Regions from separate parts of the Ovis aries genome. Here region 1 is linked to region 2. A link is a contact called in public Hi-C data. All regions are on one chromosome and are shown on one strand. Each heading gives the region's core, a stretch centred on a gene start, on an enhancer-like site or on the middle of the called end of the contact. The rest is flanking DNA. Distances are from core to core; before and after follow the strand shown. Region 1 has its middle 63 kb from the start of PRIM1. Region 2 holds the start of ZBTB39 (zinc finger and BTB domain containing 39).

Region 1 (4,705 bases), core at 51-2,550, 250 kb before region 2:
TTAGTCCTTCCAATGAACACCAAGGACTGATCTCCTTTAGGATGGACTGGTTGGATCTCCTTGCAGTCCAAGGGACTCTCAAGAGTCTTCTCCAACACTTCAGTTCAAAAGCATCAATTCTTCGGCACTCAGCTTTGTTTATAGTCCGACTCTCACATCCATACATGACTACTGGAAAACCATAGCCTTGACTAGATGGACGTTTGTTGGCAAAGTAATTCTCTGCTTTTTAGTATGCTGTCTAGGTTGGTGATAACTTTTGCATTCATATTGTTGTGCAACCCTTACCGCCATCTGTCACCAGAACTTTTTCATTTTTCCCACCTGAAACTCTGTACCCATTAAATATGAACTTCCCCTTTCCCCTTCCTCCAGACCCTGGTAACCACTTTTCTACTTTCTGTCCCTATGAATTTGCATATTTTAGGTACCTCATGTAAGTGGAGTCATGATTTTTGTCCTTTTGTGACTGGCTTATTTCACTTAAACACAGTGTCTTTAAGGTTTATCCATGTTATAGCATATATCAGAGTTTCATCCCTTCTTAAAGCTTGAATATATTCAGTTGTTATATATATCACATTTATTTATCCTTTCATCCACCTGTAAATATTTAGGTTGCTTTGTTGCTATGAACATGAATGTACAAATAGCTGTTTGAGCCCTAAATTTCAATTCTTTTGGCTACATACCTAGAAGTGGAATTACTGGATCATATGGTAATTTTGTTTAATTTTTAAAGCCATACTGTTTTCCACAGTGGCTAATTTTTTTAAAAGGAATTTTATTTTTAAGTACTTAGGAAGGCTGATATTGTAAATCTATCCATGTTAACAAATGAATTTAATGTAAACCAACTGGATTTGGCAAGTTGATAATAAAGAACACCTGGAAAAAAAATGATTGGAAATATCACAAAAATAATTGAAAAGCAACAATGAGGGGAAATTTGCCTCAACAAATGTCAAAACTCATTTTTCTATAGTGATAAATCCATGTGGCACTGAGACTTCCCTGGTGGTCCAGAGGTTAAGAACCTGCCTTCTAATGCAGGAGACTTGGGTTTGATCCCTGGTCAATGTACTAAGATCCCACCTGCCTTGTGGCAACTATACCTGTGTGTTACAACTGTTAGCCAGTGCTCTAGGACCTGTGCTCAGCAAGTAGAGAAGCTTGCAAGCCGCAACTAAGACCCAGAGCAGCTGGAAACAAACAAAGACTTCTCCAAAGGTCATAGATAGTGCTGGCTAGAAGTGTGGGGTACAGAATGTCATGTTCTGGCTCCGTCTTGTTCTTGCCAGTTTGGCCTTGTTTCCTAAGCCTGTCCTTCCTGGGAAAATAGAAGAAAAGACCACATAGGCCAGTAAAGACCTGAGACTGTGGGAAAGTTTATTCTGTGATCCAGGAATCTGTAATAAAGGCACACAACAGGGAGAAGGTGGCATTGAAACTGTTAGAAAAATACTGTCCAAAGTGGGAAGCAGGAGAGAAAAAAACAGAACAATTGTGTGGTACTAATACAGAGATTTGCACATAGCTTTGTAGGATACAGAATCCCTGAACAAAATCATGAATATATGAAAATGTAAGGATAATGTCTTAAATAACTTAGAAAAGAATGAATATTCACTAACTGGTATTGGACCAATACACTGTCTGTGCCAGCTACCAATTTATTGCCTCTGAACTCCAAATTCATTCTTCAGAAACTGCTCTGTGACTTTGGAAAACTGTTCAACAACCAGTTTCTTAAATTATGCATTGCCAGTAGAGGCCAGTAGAGGGTGTTGGAGGGACATTATAGGAGGAAAGGGGTCTTTCCTGATTCAAGCTGTGTGTGTGTGCTCACGTGTCTGTGTGTGCTCCATGACCCTTGCTGCTGCTAAGCAGCTTCAGTCGTGTCCAACTCTTAGCGACCGCGTGGACTGCAGCCCACCAGGCTCCTCCGACTATGGGATTTTCCAGGCAAGAGTACTGGAGTGGGGTGCCATTACCTCATAGTTCTAGTCTAGGCCTGGTGACCACCTTACTTTTGTCCTTAAAATGCAGACAGTTTATTTTTTATAAATTTATTTTTTTAATTGAGATATAGTTGATGTATAATATAGTTGATATAAGTTACAGAATAGCAAAATTTTTTAAATTCACAATTTTTAAAGGTTTTAGTCCATTTATAGTTATTATAAAATATTGGCTATATTCCTTTCTAAAGAACTAAAGGACCTCTTGATTAGAGTGAAAGATGAGAGTGAAAAGGCTGGCTTAAAGCTCAACATTCGAAAAACTAAGATTATGGCATCTGGTCCCATGATTTCATGGCAAATAGAAGGGGAAAAAGTGTAAGCAGTGAAAGATTTTATTCCCTTGCATTCCAAAATCACTGTGGGTGGTAACTGCAGCCATGAGATTGAAAGACACTTGCTTCTTGGAAGGAAAGCTATGACAAACCTAGACAGAGTATTAAAAAACAGAGACGTCACTTTGCTGACAAAGGTCCTTATAGTCAAAGTGACGGTTTTGCCAGTAGTCATGTATGGATGTGAGAGTTGGACCATAAAGAAGGCTGAGCACCAAAAATTGATGCTTTTGAATTGCGGTGCTGGAGGAGACTTTTAAAAACATTTTTATTTATGTCTTTTATTTTAACTGGAGGATAATTACTTTACAACACTGTGATGGTTTTTGCCATATATCAATATGAACGGTCATAGGGATACGTGCATCACCTCCCTCCCACCTCTGCGCCTTATCCCTCCAGGTTGCCACAGAGTGCCGGCTTTGTGTGCCCTGCATCACACAGCAAACTCACACTGGTTATGTGTTCCACATGTGGCAATGCAGTGCTTATGCTTCAGTGCTATTCTCTCAAACCATCCCACACTCTTCTTCTCCCGCTGGAGAAGACTCTTGAGAGTCCCTTGGACTGCAAGGAGGCCAAACCAGTCAATCCCAAAGGAAATTAACCCTGAAATATTCATCGAAAGGACTGATGCTGAAGCTCCAATACTTTGGCCACCTGATGCAAAGAGCCGACTCATTGGAAAAGACCCTGGTGTTGGGAAAGATTGAAGGTAGGAGGAGAAGGAAGTGACAGAGGATGAGATGGTTAGATAGCATCACCAACCCAGGGGACATGAATTTGAGCAAACTCCAGGTGACAGTGAAGAACAAGGAAGCCTGGCATGCTGCAGTTCATGGGGCAGCAGAGTCAGACGTGCTTAGCAACTGAACAACATTAACAAATATTCCCCTCTGGGCTTCCGCAGTCTGTGGCTCAGTGGCAAAGAATCTGTCTGCAATGCAGGAGATGCAGGTTCTATCCTTGCGTCAAGAAGATCCACTGACGCGAGGAGGAGGAAATGACAACCCTCTCCAGTATTCTTGCCTGTAGAATTCCATGGACAGAGGAGCCTGGCAGGCTATAGTCCACAGGGTCACAAAGAGTCAGACACGACTGAGTGACTGAGCAGGCATATACTCCTCTCCCCAGTGACAACCACGAGTTTGTTCTGTTTTCCACAGTGGCTACACCAATTTGTATTTCCATCATCAGTGCACAAGAGTTCTCTTTTTTCCATATCCTTGCCAGTATTGGTTACTTTTGTCTTTTTTGATAACAGCCAGTCTGTCGGGTGTGAGGTAATATCTCTTTGCGGTTTAATTTGTCTTTCTCTGATGATTATGATTATGATTAATGATTAACCATCTTCTGATGTGTTTGGTGGTCATCTGTATGCTTTTTGTCTGTTCAGGTTTCCTCATTTATTAATTAGGTTGGGTTTTTTTTGATGTTAAGTTGTATGAACTGTTTATATATTTTGAATGTTAACCTCTTATTGGTCATATAACCAAGAAATATTTTCTCCCATTCAGTAGGTTGTCTTTTCATTGTTGATGTTTTCTTTGCTGTGCAAAACTTTTTAAGTCTAATTAGGTTCTATTTGGGGCTTCCCAGGTGGAGCTAGTGGTAAAAAAAAAAACCCGCCTGCCATTGCAGGAGAGATGCAGGTTTTGATCCCTGGGTGGGGAAGATCCTTTGGATGAGGGCATGGCAACCCACTCCATGGACAGAGGAGCCTAGTGAGCTACAGTCCACACGGTGGAAAAGAGTCAGACACAACTGAAATGTCAGCATGCACACATGCAGATTACATTTGTTTATTTTTCAATGCAGACAGCTCTTGTCTGAGGCCTTGAGCCCAGGGCTTTTCCAAAGCTTCTTGATTGGAACCAAATTCAGGCTTCCACACAAAAAACTGATGAACGTGTTCATCACTATTTTAATCAACTTCAGATTGTTTTTAAAGAAAAATTTGGTCTTTCTTCCAAGGTAGTTTTAAATTCTATATTTATTAAGGGGTAAACCAGGAGCTGTTGGGTCCATACCATTTCTGTCCTTAATCAAGCCCATCTTTGCATGAAATGTTCCCTTGGTATCTCTAATTTTCTTGAAGAAATCTCTAGTCTTTCCTTTTCTGTTGTTTGCCTCTATTTCTTTGCACTGATTGCTGAGGAAGGCTTTCTTATCTCTTATTGCTATTCTTTGGAACTCTGCATTCAGATGGGTATATCTTTCCTTTTCTCCTTTGCTTTTTGCTTCTCTTCTTTTCACAGCTATTTGTAAGGCCTCCTCAGACAGCCATTTTGCTTTTTTGCATTTTTTTCCCATGAGGATGGTCTTGATCCCTGTCTCCTGTTGTGAACC
Region 2 (4,677 bases), core at 1,360-3,859:
ACCTTCTTGCATACCTGGCAGGGCATGGCCTTATTCTCTCGGTTTTCACTCTCTCCAAAAGTTAGCTCATCCTCACTGTCGTCACTCAATTCAATCACCTCCTCAGCTGTGCCAATCTCCTCGGTGGGGTCTTCAAACTGCAAGTCGTCATCCCCCAGGTCCTCCAGTTGGAGCTCATCCATCTGTCCAAAACTGGGGTCTTTGGAATGGTCGCTGTTGCCCAGACAGGAGTTGGTCCCAGTGGTAATGTCTACTGCACTGTCAGGAGTGAAGAAGCTGTTCTTACTGAAGTCTCCATTGCTCTGGACTTTGTATGGCTGGCAGGAGCTGGTGCTGGTTTGGATGCCCGTGCTGACAGTGCCCAGGCCTGGCTGGGTCACCACGCTGGGGACGGAGGTGAACGGAGCAGGGGCATCGTGGTCTTCTGTCTTTGGCGGCAGCGGCTGCAGGCTCTGGTTAGTGTCACTGGTAACATTTCTCTCCTCCTCTTTATAGTTTCCTCCAGCATCACTAGGTAACGCATAGTTTCTATCAGGACCAAAGTGCTCCCCACCCCCCCGGAGTTCTCCAAGGGGATGGGGGGGTTCTGCTGAGCTACAACTCGGGGTACCAGAGTGGTTCTCGCTGGTGCTGGTCAGGGGCTTGGCCACGGCAGTGCTCTCCAGGTCAGGAAAGGTGGAGTGACAGGCCCGGAGGAGATCCTCCATACCCAGACGCTCTGCTACCTCGTAGATGACCCCGACGTTGATCAGGTCCGTGAAGAGTTCCGACGTGTAGACAAAGCTTAAAATCTTCTCGAAGTTGGCAGGGGTGATGAAGTCCACCACATAGGTCCTGGCAGCATCAAGCCCAGTGTTGAGGAAGAGGTTCTGGAAGTAGCCAGCTGCGCAGGCCAGCACGGCTTTGTGGGCCGGGAAGGAACGGCTCCCCACCACGATGGTGACATCGCACATGGTCTCTGAGAGCCGGCACTTGTTGAGTTCTTTCAGCAGGTTGTTGGGGTGGTTGGTGCTTTGCAGTTTGATCCTCATGCCCATCTTAGCAGCTCCTGTGAAGTTGCCTCCTTATCAGCACAGTTAATCTGCGGACAGCAAAAGGATAAGGTGGATGGCCAAACACATCCTTGTAGGTGAAGAGCTCTGCGGGACAATAGCCCCAGGTAGAGAGCAAGCGTGAATGGACATACACTTGCTCCATTCTGCTGGAGGGGACGATGACAGCAGAAGTGATGGGGCAGTAACCTTTCTCCCTGCACATCCCCCAAGAGAGTGATCACAAAAAAATCTAAAAATATTGAAAAAAATCTGATAAATTCTTCTCTAAGAGAAGCTGGAGGCCTGACTGGACAGAAGCTAGTGCTTTAAAGCCAAAGTATTCTCTTGATACCTTCTTATATTTCATTACCCAAGCAACTGGTTTAAACTTTTCTCATATTAATTTCCTAATTTCTTCCTGAATACAAGCTTTCCTATCTCACTGAGTATATTCTCTTCCCTTACTAGGCCAAATGCCATACACATAGGTGAACACAATTATCAAGCTCCATTAGCTACTAGGGAAAAGATGCTTTACCCTTTCCTTTCCTCTTACTGCTGTGTTCTTTCAGGCCCTAAAATAAATCACTTGTTTATTCTTGAGTTCCCATCTTTCCCTATCTAAGCTACCTACGTCTTAGCCCAGGGCCATTCAGATAGTGTTCTATCACAGTCTCTGTAGCTTGTGGGTGAAGCCAGAGAAGTAAAGAACACAACTACGGTATTTAGAATTACCTAAACACTCTTCAGGTCTTTTTTTCCCCACCCTTTTCAGGAGCTATGCTTATGTTGACCAGAACTGAGAGATTTACCTGATGCCTTGCGATAGGGTTTGGGATAAGAAGCTACCCAATTACACAGGTAACTCCTGAAGCCTTGCTCAGTACCATTTCCCCCCCTTTCTAAGTCCTGCAGACCAGAAAAAAGCCAAACTCGTTGCCCTCTCCTTCAGCCTCACGACTCGCCCTGTACAACACAGCCCCCTTGCTCCACCTCACGACACTGGACTAACTCCCAACTTTTTCTGGGGCCCAGGAAGCCTCTGAGCTTTGTTGGGTACCAGCGAAGGATCTCCGGGGCCCTGATGGCCACACACCAACGGTCAGCAGGTCGGGGCACCGGGAAGCCCGAGCGGCAGTGGGAGGGAACGGATTCGGAACTTCTGAGAAGGGACCCCAACAACCGCGCGGCGCCACGGTCTCCCTTCTGGAGGGTCGAATTCGGGAGGAAGGGCGTTGGATCCGGCTGGGGCACTCCATCTAGGGGGCATCGAGCACCTCGGTCCCTTCCCCCAAAGAGCCGGGAATTCCTCAAGACGACCTCGGGCGGGGGCGAGGGGGTGGCGGCGGGGCGCGGGGCCGGCCGGGGGTCGAAAGGATCGGCGGCGGAGCCGGCGGGGGTCGGCGCGCGGCGGGGGAGGATGGATCCGGCCGAGGGCAGCGGGCGGGAGGGAGCCCAGCGAGAGCGAGAGAAAGGCCGGGACGAGGGTCGGGCCTCGGCCAGGGCAGCCCTCGGCCTGGCCGCGCTTACCCGGCTCCGCGGGGCCCGAGCACCATCGCCGCCGCCGCCTCACACAAAGGCCCCGGCCCGCCGTGCCCGGCCCGACGAGGAGGCGGCGCCGCCGGCCGCGGCCAGACTCTCCATCCGCCGCGCCGCTCGCCGCGCCGGCCCGGGCCGCCCCCACCGCCCGGCCCGCAGCGCCCCCCGCCGTCCCGGAGGAGGCAGCGCCCCCCGCCGCTCGGCCGCAGCGCCCCCAGCCGCCAGGGAGGAGGCAGCGCCCCCACACGGTGGGGCCGGGAGCGAAGCAGGCTGGCCGAAGCCACTGCGCCACCCGGGGACCCCTGCCCCACTTCTAACCCCCGCGAGGCCCTGGGGCCGCCGCCACCGGGCCCCCGCGGGCATTTGCCAGGACGTTTCCAGCCCTCACCGCCACCACCACCCAAGCCTGGCTTTTTTTGGAGCACTCATCCTGTAAGTACTGGACCACTCCCTCCTCGCCCTAGTACCTGGAGAAGTGAAAAACGCTATCCCAAGGCTAAGCTTAAATCGCCTCCCCTGTTCTACATCTCACAGTCCCAAAAGTTTACTCTCAGAACGTCTGCTGGTGTAGTTTCAGAAACAGTTGTAAGATTGCCACTTTAACTATTTGTCTCCTCCGCTAGGCACTGAGCTTCCTGAAGGCAGGGGCTGTTCTGCACACGGCTGTGTCTCCGCTGCTCCCTCCCGCCCCCGCCCCAACACACAGGCTTCTGGTTCATAGGAAAGGTGCTTAACAAAGCCTGTTTGAATGAAGAACAAGTACTTGAGGGCTGAGCTCCCGGTGGACCACCCTCTGAAAGTTCATTGTGGACCCTCCTTCCAGCTGCGCCGCCAAATGAAGGATTTCACAGTATCCCACTGCACCTTGGCAGTGCAGGCCTGTTTCGGGCAGCCTGTCCTTCCTGGAGGGGAGCAGAACATGACACCCCAACATATGCTTCTTTGGCATAAGGATTATTTTTAAGGAACAGCAGGCAGCAGAGAAGCTCTGAAAAATGAGCAGAGGTTACCCTTTTGTAAGAGCCGTTTACAAGGGAAATGTCCATTTGTCTCTGAACCGGGAAGAGAAGGGTAGATAATGTCAAGAAAGTCTTAGTTTTCCTGGGTATCTCCCGTGTATATAGGAAGTATACATATTGTTAAACTTCTGTTTCTTTTTTCCTGTTACGCTGTCTTTTATTATTTACTCAGCCAAGAACCTAGAAGGGTAGAGGGAGAAATTATTTTTCCTCCGCTACTTTCTCAACTCTTTCTAGAGCTCCATTTCTCTGCTTCCACCCTTTAGTGCAGCAGTTACTCTCCAAATCTCCCCAGATGTTCCTGCCCAAGATGTGTCATCAAACAAAAACTTTGCCTGAGTTTCACTGAGAGATGTGTTCAAAACTTAAGGCATGAGCACCATTGCCAGCTATCACTCTGAAGTTCTCCCCATAGCTTTTACTGTGACGATCACAGGTCATGAAGGTTTTTTGGCTGAATCTTTATGGTATTCACAGGTCGTGACTTTAGGCTCACAGGTTTTTTCTGTCAATCATACTTTTGATTCCGTTTTTGGCATTCCAGTCTTAGAGGGATCACTGGCTCGGTGGTTAGCAGCTGAGGACACACATTTAAAGCTTTTAGGAGAATATAGGACACCAGAGGGACTACTATGATGATTACAAGCTGGACAATTCCCAATGTCTGGAGTGCACTTCAGAGCCATGGTCCCCAAGACCCAAAGGAATCCAAATCAAACCAGTCAAAGAAAGACCCTTTTGAGGGGTCTTTAGAGGGATCACCTTTTGAAGTGGCTTATTCAGTAATCTTAGGTAGCTGAATTCAACCTCCCCAGAAGTGTTAATTTAGATATGATAGGTGGTGGTGGCCATAGCATAGATACCTATTTGTTCAGCTAAAAGAAAATCTAAAACAACTTTGGCTAGAGAGTTGAAGGATTTTTGTTGGACAGGTATTGCTCTAGCAGTACATTCAGCAAAATCTTCCAGAGTTGAGAGATTCCTGATCATATAGCCTCATCTGTACTCACTCCTAACCAGGAGCAGAGGTTCTTGTAAGCAAATCCTGAATCATGAAAGCCTCCTGGTAGGTCCTTTCTAATTTG

Evidence for each region. A called contact is a pair of places that touch in the nucleus more often than the background predicts.
Region 1: a Hi-C map of liver shows a contact between it and region 2, with 7 times the contacts expected there. The contact joins the enhancer-like site here to the promoter of ZBTB39 in region 2. A contact is called at or near these places in 4 of 16 Hi-C or Micro-C datasets (hypothalamus, liver, omental adipose tissue and 1 more).

The regions. Positions count from the first base shown.
Region 1 is chr3:162,852,961-162,857,665 of ARS-UI_Ramb_v3.0, reverse strand. No RefSeq gene overlaps it. Among named protein-coding and RNA genes, the nearest start is that of PRIM1, 63 kb to the left of the region's middle. Within about 2 kb of position 1,300, at least 5 of the 54 cell types and tissues checked have an H3K27ac peak or open chromatin away from gene starts, as enhancers often do. A contact at or near this core is called in liver and tail adipose tissue, where this site is marked.
Region 2 is chr3:162,605,560-162,610,236 of ARS-UI_Ramb_v3.0, reverse strand. ZBTB39 (zinc finger and BTB domain containing 39) reads right to left here and starts at 2,609. Exons shown (of 2, transcript XM_042247050.2): 1 at 2,095-2,609; 2 at 1-1,081. The coding sequence starts at 1,037.